Regions from separate parts of the Anser cygnoides genome. Here region 1 is linked to region 2. The links are chromatin contacts, called in public Hi-C maps. All regions are on one chromosome and are shown on one strand. Each heading gives the region's core, a stretch centred on a gene start, on an enhancer-like site or on the middle of the called end of the contact. The rest is flanking DNA. Distances are from core to core; before and after follow the strand shown. Region 1 holds the start of KLHL38 (kelch like family member 38). Region 2 overlaps NTAQ1 (N-terminal glutamine amidase 1).

Evidence for each region. Hi-C and Micro-C count contacts between places; a contact is called where the count stands out from the background.
Region 1: a Hi-C map of liver shows a contact between it and region 2, with 2.0 times the contacts expected there. The contact joins the promoter of KLHL38 here to the enhancer-like site in region 2. A contact is called at or near these places in 4 of 7 Hi-C or Micro-C datasets (granulosa cells and liver).

The regions. Positions count from the first base shown.
Region 1 is chr2:151,494,734-151,499,823 of Taihu_goose_T2T_genome, reverse strand. It overlaps KLHL38 (kelch like family member 38), which reads left to right and starts at 1,775. Exons shown (of 4, transcript XM_013185054.3): 1 at 1,775-1,968; 2 at 2,520-3,992. The coding sequence starts at 2,643. It overlaps LOC125180358 (a long non-coding RNA gene), which reads right to left and starts at 2,774. Exons shown (of 3, transcript XR_010828785.1): 1 at 2,637-2,774.
Region 2 is chr2:151,428,328-151,433,020 of Taihu_goose_T2T_genome, reverse strand. NTAQ1 (N-terminal glutamine amidase 1) reads right to left here. Exons shown (of 5, transcript XM_066990719.1): 5 at 4,560-4,693. Among named protein-coding and RNA genes, the nearest start is that of NTAQ1, 12 kb to the right of the region's middle. Within about 2 kb of position 2,855, at least 2 of the 3 cell types and tissues checked have open chromatin away from gene starts, as enhancers often do. A contact at or near this core is called in liver, where this site is marked.

The DNA of each region.
Region 1 (5,090 bases), core at 526-3,025, 68 kb before region 2:
GCGGCTGCACGTTGCCATGTGCACCCTGACAGTGACCCATCAAGACGAGCCCTGTGCTCATTCCCTTCGCCTCCCTCGCCTCACTTGGCCGGGCATGGACGCAGGCTGTGCAGGGAGAGGAGATGCCACGGCCTCCAGGAAGGTACGCCAGGCCTACTCCAGCCCGTCCCTGACATGGGGCCGGGCCTTCAGAGCTCAGCTGGCCTTCAGGCACGTTACCATGTTGCTGGGCTGGGTGACGAAGTCCCTGGGAAAGGCCACATATGGCACGGCCTGTCATGCAAAGCTGCTGTTTTTAGAGGACAGGGCTGCCCCCATCCCCACGGTCTCTGCTGGGACACAGTGCGGAGGCAGGAGCGCATGGCGGGCTGCGGAGGCTAACGCCACGCGGGGGTTGACACGAGGGCACAGCGGCTCCCAGTGATTTTCGTTCATCTGCCTCGCGGTGACCAGACGCAGACATCACTCACCAGTGAGCCTTGGCTTTGAGAACATGAGAAGAGTTGTGCTTTAACCTCGTATTTCCCTCTAGCTGCGGCGCTTAGGAGTGGTGTTTTGGATCCAGTCCCATCCCAAAACAAAGGCAGGAACTGCAGCATTGACAAGGGGCCTGCGTCAGTCACCCACGGGGCAGCCAATGCCATTTTTCCTGAAATGCCCAGAATATCGGCACAGAGCTGGGACACATTACACAGGACCTGCTGGAGATCCTGGCCCTTCTGTGGGGCCAGTCGGGGATGTGGAGGATCCTCTGGTGGCATGAAGTGCTCAACTGATCCAAGCCCTGGGAATGGATTTAGGCTCATCATCGCAGATACCTGCGTGGTAGTGTCAAACAGACACCTACACATGACCAAGGCAGCTGTGCACCTACAGCCAGTGGAGGTTTAGTCAGAGGTGCCTGGAGGACGATTCACCCACCCAAACACAGGTGGTGCTTGTTGGTCACCTGGATAACTCCGAGGCTGTATTGACCAGGCCTCAGGAGCTGCAAAGGGAGCTCAGACACGTTGTTCGCTTGCAGACATCTGCAGTTAAAGGCCCAAACGAGGTGTCTGCAGTGAGGAGCCTGGGGACTGGTCACCTCAGGTGATTTTCTAGCTTGCTGCCCTCACTTCGACAAACTAATCCACTTTTCCCAACAACGCTCACTTTCATCAAGGCACCTGCAATGTTTCTTTGTTAAGGGTTTCAGAGAGCTGAAGTCCTTACAGAAAAAGCCACAACCTGTTATTTTCTGTATCAAGTATCAAGGGGCATAAATTGCTCCAAGAGAGAACTTCTATCTCTGTTTCTCCCTGCCCACGCTAGGTGCCCTGGGTATGGAGTCCCTGTGCACCAAACATCTCCCACCCACCCACCGGCTCAGACCACAACGGGCAGGTGCTCCCCAGGCCTGTCCATAAGGTGGAGACACGATCCGCCACACCAGGAGCCCTGGAGGCCCTTCTTTCTCCATGAAAATACGTGACAGTGCATCACCTAGCGCAAGGCATTGCAGACTGTTTACAGGCTTCTCGAGTTCCCAGGCACTTTAGGACAGGGTCCTGTTGCTGTTTCCAAACGGACAGCCAGGACTTTTATAAGTGAACTTTCCTCTCCGTGTCTATTTATTATATGTAAACATTTGCCAGAAAAACACCACTTGGGCATGCTCAGTACCGGCCAGGTCATTGCAAAAGGCAACGGCGGCGTCACATGTGATAACAGTGAGAAGCCCATATGTGCCTATTCTTAGCCCTGGAATGTATACAATGCCCCACCGCCTTGCGCTCCTGCACAAAGCTCCCGAAAGCGGCAAAAGTGACTTCAGAATAAACACGTCCAGAAATCACCCTCTATGAATCACTTACCTACTGAAAGAAACGTCCTGTGGGTTTATAGTTTTTATCCAGGCTCTAGCTATGGAAAATCTCAGCAGAGAATAAGCGACAGAGAGTAAGTGCATGCAGGGAAGGACAACAGAAGGTAAATGTTTCTACCGTATGATTTCACTGCAGATTGAGCAGTTAGTCATGAAATACTCGTCAAATTGTTCTGCCTGGCAGTTAATTTAGTCATTGTGTGTCTGATTAACATGAAAAAAAAAAAAACCACAGCTAAGCAGAGTTAACAAATAACTGTTTTAATGCAGATTCCCAGTCTCTAGGGTTTAGTTTGCCCTGCTGCAGAGTTCAGCTCTGCCAGATTTACATTCTTTGGGAATGACTAACTCTAGGCGAAAGAGGCGCAAGTTACTAAACTGCTAATACTTTAAAACAGTGAATAAATGTCTAAGCACATTTATTCAATGTGATTAAAATGAACAACCCAGTTGCTTCAGCAGTTCAGCTTTCATCCCAAATCAGCAAGATAACTTCAGTGCTTTTGCTTCTTGCCAGGGACGCAGGCGATGCTGACCCCAGAGTTGCAACCTATCTGACAAATTTATAAAAATTTTAAAGGGTCTTAGTGACCTTTTAGCCTCTTTATTATTTTCCCACTGTGCCTAACCCATGTTCCATTTTTATGCATAACAGCAAACGAATATTTAGAGCAACATCAAAGTCCTGATTTGTTCCCTCGAAGCTGGATATTTCAATAAAAGCTGCTAAGAATTTGTTTTTTCTGCCAAGTCCAGAATTCATCTCTCTTACTTTGCTATGGAGGAGGGATCTGCTGAGGAGTTCCTCTTCAAAGACCAGGACTTCTCCTCCGAACTGCTGAGGCAGCTGAATGCTCTGCGGCAGAGCAGGATGCTGACTGATGTTACTCTCTGCTCTGGGGGCTTTGAAGTCCCCTGCCACCGAAATGTGCTGGCTTCCAGCAGCCCGTACTTCAAGGCAATGTTCTGTAACAACTTCAAAGAGAGTCACCAGGCTAAAGTCATCCTGAAGGGCATTGATGCTGAGATTTTGGACCAGATTATCCTTTACATTTACACAGGGGAGATTCTCATATCCGCCGAGAATGTCTTGTGCCTCTTGGAGACGGCGTCCATGTTGCAGTATGCTAAGCTGTTTGAGGCCTGCTCTGCCTACCTCCAAGACAAGCTGACTCCTGACAACTGTCTGAGCATGATCAGACTGTCAAAAATCTTGAACTGCCAAAGCCTGAATAAGAAAGCCAAGGCTATGGCTTTGAAATGCTTTCCTGAGGTGGCCTCTTCTGAGGACCTGAAGGACCTCTGTCCTTTGGAGCTCCTTGATTACCTTGGGGACGATGACCTCTGCGGGGAGGAGGAGCAGGTCTTTGAGACACTGATGGTCTGGATCCGGCATGACCTCCAGGCAAGACAAGGCTACATCCAAGACTTGTTCAAGAAGGTCCGGCTTCAGTACGTCCACCCAACTTTCCTTTTCCATTTCATCGCCAATGACTCCCTTGTTCAGTCTTCACCCACTTGCAGGAGCATTCTCGAATCGACCTGGAGACAGATGTTTTCCTTGTACAGCACCAACGCACCCGACATCAAGCCCATGGTGCACGTTCCTCGCAGGTACTCCAACCAAGAGTTCCTCATCATCGTTGGTGGCAGGAAGGACAACAAGCAGACCACAAGGGATGTCCTGCTCTACGATGACAAGACCAACCAATGGCTAAGCCTGGCCAAACTTCCCGTGCGCCTCTACAAACCCTCTGCAGTGAGCTTACACAGCAGTATTTATGTGCTTGGAGGGATGCCTGTTAGCAATAAGAAAAGCCCAGTCAGTGATAATATTTACATTTACTCCCTCAAACTCAATCAGTGGAGGTTGGTTGAGCCCATGTTAGTTCCACGTTACTCCCACAGAAGCTTGGCATATAAAAATTATATTTTATCATTTGGCGGAATTGGTGAAAACCAAGAAATCCTGAATTCCGTGGAAAGATACGACAGCATCTACAACACCTGCGAGAGCATGGCAAACATGCCTGTTGCTGTCCTTCACCCTGCTGTTGCTGCTAAAGACCAGAGGGTCTACCTCTTTGGGGGAGAAGACATTATGCAAAACCCCGTTCGGCTTATCCAGGTAACAGTCAGTCTTGCTTGTCAGAGGCAGTTTCATCTAAAGTATTCAGTGGTTCATCACCTTGATGAGGGAATCAAACCCTCAAAAAAACTTTATTGTGAGTTGCAGCAACAGGCAAGATGAGTTGACACGCTGCTTCAGGGAAGGCTTGTCTGTGAGAACAGTTGCAATTCTTTCATTCTCCCCCTTGAATGTTTTTCAGGCACGAGCCCTGAGACCCCTCCTCAGGTGCCAGCTCTGTGCAGGCGAGTTGCTTCCCACAGAGGTCCTGGAAGTTCCCGTGGGTAATGCTACAGCAGGCTACAACTGACCTCCGTGCCTATCTCCATCTCACCAAAATCAGTGCTTGCTGTTTGGCCAGCATGCAGCTGAGCTGGGGTCTCAGCTGCGCACCTGCTCCCTCGCAATGACAGCAAAGATGCCAGTTTGAGATCATTAGAGCAATTAGACTCTCACTCATCAAAAGGCCAGAGCTTAAACTGACAGTTATTTCACATAAACAGTTGTGTTAAAAGCGTGGGTCCTGCCACATGTTGCTGGATCTCTGCCTGCTTTCAGTGGTTAAAGTATATTAGGAGGAAAAAAGACATGAAATCCTTCCTTATCTGATCTGAAGCGTTAGCAACGCAATGTTACTTTCTCCTTGAGTGTTTTTCAGTGGTTTAGGTAATTTAACTAAGAAGCATCATTAGCAGCCAAGATGGCAACCAGCACACGAGCAATACTTATTTACGATGATAACTCTACTTAATTATCAGGGGAAAGGAAATATCTTTTTCAATGTGGGGAGATGTCCTGGAAATATTTGCTCTATTCATCGCTATATGGCATGACATAGAAGTTGGTGTCGCCCACGTACAGATGACTGAGTGATCGTCATCTGGCAGCAGCTCTTTTTCTCACATAAATTGATGACTTAGATATCATTCTAAGTCCTATCAGCAAGTCTCTTTGCTAATCTGATCACATACCAGCCACCAACACAAATACAGCTGCAGGGCAAACACGGGGGGCCGCCAGCAGAGCTAGGTGAAGTTGTGGTTGGTTTGCCCAGGAAGTGGGGAAAGCTAAGGCAGGACTACACAGAATAATTAGATA
Region 2 (4,693 bases), core at 1,606-4,105:
AATGTTGCCAGGTAGCAGCAGCCAAGGTGTGAGCATTTCTCAGGAGGAGCCAAGTGCTTATGGGAGCGATAAGGGCACACGCACAGAGGCACACGGGCACCTGCGCACACATTATGTACGCCTAATTAATAGAAGATGTCTTTTAGACGCTGGGCTCTGCAGTGTGAGTAATGGAGGTCAGTAATTTCTTGTCAGCAGCAGCTTTTCTTGAAGGTTTTAGGCCATGGCTCATCCTGTGGTGGGGAAGAAATCTTTCTGCATTAATCACGAACTTGTCTTTTTCACGAATATACTCTGCTTGAGGTAAGTACACCCTGCCTGACTGTCTAAAGCAAACAGAAACGGCATTTGATTTCCAGAGGAGGTGGAAATCTGTATAGAAAAAGACACACGTGTTCTGAGGGCCTTCATTTTAGTCCCTCTCCATGAGCACATGGAGACCCTCAAAGTCTCTCAGAGCAGGACACTGGTGGAGGAAGGCAGTCCCAGCCCATTTCTCCCAGCTGCCATGCCAAGCAGCGCAGAGGCCACAGGGAAAGCCCTAAATGAGGGATTAAGCATCTCATTCCTCCCAGTAAAACACCACTGGTACATACGGCAGGTAGGGCACTGTAACCCCCTCCAAGTCCCTTCTTCCCACCCTGCTGCTGGGACCAACGTGAGGGGAACACGGTGCTGCTGCCCCCGGCCAAGAGCCAGGCTGCTCGGCCTTCCCCAGCCCTTCGTCCCCTGCACCTCAGGACCGAGCTGCTCGGGCTCCGTTTACTGCGTAGCAGCTCCCTGGAACAAGGCGTTTGAAAACATCTTCTGGCTAGACACATACCTTAGCATATTAAAAGGTATTTTTAGTACCTCTGGCAGAACGGATCAAACTCTGCTTTCAGCTCTACTAATATAACTCTGTGGACTTTGCTGGCATCACCTCGTATTCGTACCGAGGTAGCAGCTGGTCAAAGTTAGTTTGCTAAATAGTTGTGTTTATTTCACACAAGACAAAAAAAAAAAAAAAAAAACAAGCACAGAAAAACACCAGTGGGGTTCCTGATGTACAGCAGGCTGGGGTTTTTGTGCTAGGAGCGTGACTCGGGCTGGTAGATGTTCCATTTGCTGAAGAAACAGCAGCACACAGCATGGGCAAAACACGCCGAACGTTGCCACCCGAGTTTGCGATGACTTTGTTTTTGCACGGGTATAAATATAACCATGACCATTTCATACAGCAAAGTACTCTGTGATGAGTACATGAGTACAGTATAAATAGCCTTACTGATTACAGGGGCTATAAACACGGGCTGGAAACCCTTGTTTCCCCCCTGCAAGTCGGAAGCCATGGCAGTGGAGGGAGGTTTTACAGCTAAATAGTTAAAAGCCGCGGCAGAGCGGTTTCTCTGGAGGGCTCCGAGCGCGAAGCTGGTGCTCTGCCATCCGACCAGCCACGCCGAGGCGGTGGGAAGCGTGCCACCACAATTACACACTCGGAAGAGGGGAAGGCCGAGCTAACTACCATATTCTTACTGTGTAGGCCGGTTCAAAAAAAAAAAAAAAAAAAAAAACATATAATGATTCCTGCCTTATTGCAGCGTTCGGGTTCCAGATATAGCCCTGCATGGGAAGGCAGGTATGACGTTGAACGGAGCCAAATGAGCATTTCCTGCTTTTAAGTCCTGTAATGTCAGGAATCCGGCTCGCTGGAAACACCCTGCTCATCACACTCAACAATGCCACCGCCCTCGGGCCTTGCGAGCGACGGTCCACAGCTCGGGTCCTTTGCATGCTTGTTTTCGGCGGTGCGAAACCAAGCTCTGTGTGCCTCCTGCATGGGAAGTGGCTTAGCTCACCCAGAAACTCAGGGACTTGCCAGAGGCCTTAGATAACTAGGCAAGATTTGTTTTAGCTGCCCTCAGTATCCAAGGTATTTCCTACTGTAAGTATAAGGAAACATTGAGGACACTTGAGCTGCCATATTTGTTTATCTTAGGTCAAACCGGGGAGATTTTCCAGAACCACTGCTGCAGCTGCACTTTGAGAGGCTGCATTTGCAGCGAGTGTTTCTCTGCTGACTCCATGATCACAAAAAAGCCTTGCTCAGATCTTCGCCGAGCGCTGAGCTCCACGGGGAAGGGCGCGTGCAGCTGCTGAGCAAAGCTGCGCAGATGCCTCCAGACACTCACTCTCCGGGTATGCTTCATTAACCTTGACCTCAGCTGGGCCAGCGCCTGGGCACGGGGGAAGCCAGGAGGGAGAAGAAAATCACCGGCGTTCGCTCCCTCAAATTTCTGAGCAGGTGATTACCGCAGGCGGACGTCGAGACGGGTTTCGCCTTGAGCTTCCCCGAGCCTGCAAATCCGAAGCACCCTAGGAGGGCAACCCCACCAAACGCGGAGCCAGCTTCTCGGGTGCTGGGGGCTACGGCAAGGACCCGGCGGGGTTTTCACGCCTCCTGCCTGCTCCTTGCTGTGTCCTTCAATCCACCGCCCGCGTTTGCTGGAAAGGCAGGGAGAAAGGAGAAAACAACAACCATGCTGCACCGTAAAATAGGGAAATTCGGCCCAATTCATTCTAACAACAGAAAAGCAGACCCTAGAGCTGACCGTTTTTACAGCACATGGTTGCAGCAGCGCCGTGCTTCGCAGCACGCGTGAGGTCCTGGCTGGATGACGAGCGGGCGAGCAGGGAAGGGCCCCGCAGGCCAAAATGTTCCGATCCGGGCTCTGATCCTGGAATCTGATTCACACAAGTGCAGCCCGGTGCCTCCCAGCCGCTCACTTAATAGCGCGGGTCGGATTGCAGCGTCCTGGGTGCCTAAATTTAGCCCCCGAAATCCATATATCGATTAGTTTGACGTTCTAAGGTGCCATGCACCCATTTCGGTAGGAATTACGAACGCCGGTCTGATCCAAAGGCTTGGTAGTTTGAAGGCCTTGGCACGTTCCTCGATGTCCTTAGGGGCCCAGGCAGTCAAGGGCAACGCATAACCCACTGCCCCAGCCCCGCAAGACACCCATCACCTCTGCGCCGCTGTCGGGATGATTTGTTTTGAGCTGTAACAGCACCCAGCAGGCCGTGCCGGCGGGGAGCTGGCCGCACGCTTGCTGCGTGCTGACTGCTCTCTCTGCTGGCCAACCGAAAAATTTTATTTCCACGAGACAGACCTGCAGAAACGCAGATATGCACCAAGAAAACGCATGTCAGAAAAAAAGAGCTTTTTTTCCCCTAAGGTCCCAAACAGGCAAATAAAAGAGGTTGGATTGAATAAATGATATTCTTAATGAAAAAGAAGCAGCAGAGGAGAACGAGGCAGGACAGGCGTGGGTCTTCTATCCCGTCGCAGCTTACTGCATCCGCAGTTTGGGGGAAGTGAGAGGACCTAGCTGTGGGACAGGGTGCCCCCAGCGCGGATGTAAGGCCGTCAGGGCTCACACATTTCCAGCAGCGAACGTGCTAGAGAATTTCCAGTGACCACCAGCACACACAAGCCAGGAGAAAGCAGGACTGCGAGGAACTTTCTTCTGTTTTTTCAATGCCTAACTCAAGGGTTCAGAAAGTCCAAAAAGCCACCACACAGGGACTCTCAGCACATAAATACTGTAATAATAGTGGACAACAGAAAGTCGGGAGGACTTCTCTGTGGGAAAGGAGAAGCTAGAGAGTGATTAAAGAGAGAAAGGAATGTTTCTTCATGTTGATTTTTAACTTGTACATTCCGAATAATGGTTGTCTCTGTTCTCCTTAACAGCCTTCATCCTGAAATCAGACTGAACTTGGCAAATTCTCGTATCTGAGCCTCACTAAAGGGAGCGTGCCGCGGATTTCAGCCGCCAGGAACCAGGTCAGGATGGTAGCTCACGAGTTTAACCAAGAGGCAAACTCATGTCTGGAGGGACGAAAACCTGATGTCCTGCAACAGCTTAACGGCTCCGCTGAGCAACGCCCAGGTGCTGGGTTTATGTGGCAAGGGTTTGGTAGTGGGGGGAGCTGCAGGGGGTGGCCTCTGTGAGCAGAGCCCAGCAGCTGCCCCATGGCAGATCAGAGCCAGCTCCAGCTGCTCCACTGGGACCCACCCCTGGCCATATTACCTTACATTATCTTTTAAATTTTTATATTTTTCTGTACACCCAGATAAAACAAGCCATTTACACTTAACACCTTTACCGTGCTTTTCCTCGCCAAGACTGAAACGCGTCACAAACGTTTGCTGTAGTCTCGGTCCTTCCATGGGGCAGTCCTGCACGTCCCCTTCCCCCCAGCCGGGTGTTCCTGCCGCTGTCCTTATGCCACCAACAGCAGCTGCCTGACCTCCTGGCAAGCTGGCTCAAGGAGCTAAAGGGAAGAAAAAAACCTTCACTTCTTTCTCTCAGTTTAGCTCCCTATAAAAACGCGGCAGCAGTTAGCAGTACGAGCTACCTCGTTCAGTAGTTTATTTTTTCCCAAAGCTTTTCTTACAGCGTTTAAACGCTCTTCTCAATGCGGGCATAGTAGGTGGCAAAGCAATCCGTTTATGGTGGGATGTCAACCTCTGATTTGACGTATTAGAAAAAAAAAACAAGTTCACTCTTAAGTAATAAAAATAAAAGACTTTATTCAGTTCAGGGTACATTGGGTATTCTGTTTGCCCAAACGTTTATTCCATATAAAGGAATGTAAACCATTCATAAATACAATGTAAGAGCAGCAAAACAAATCAAACCGACTG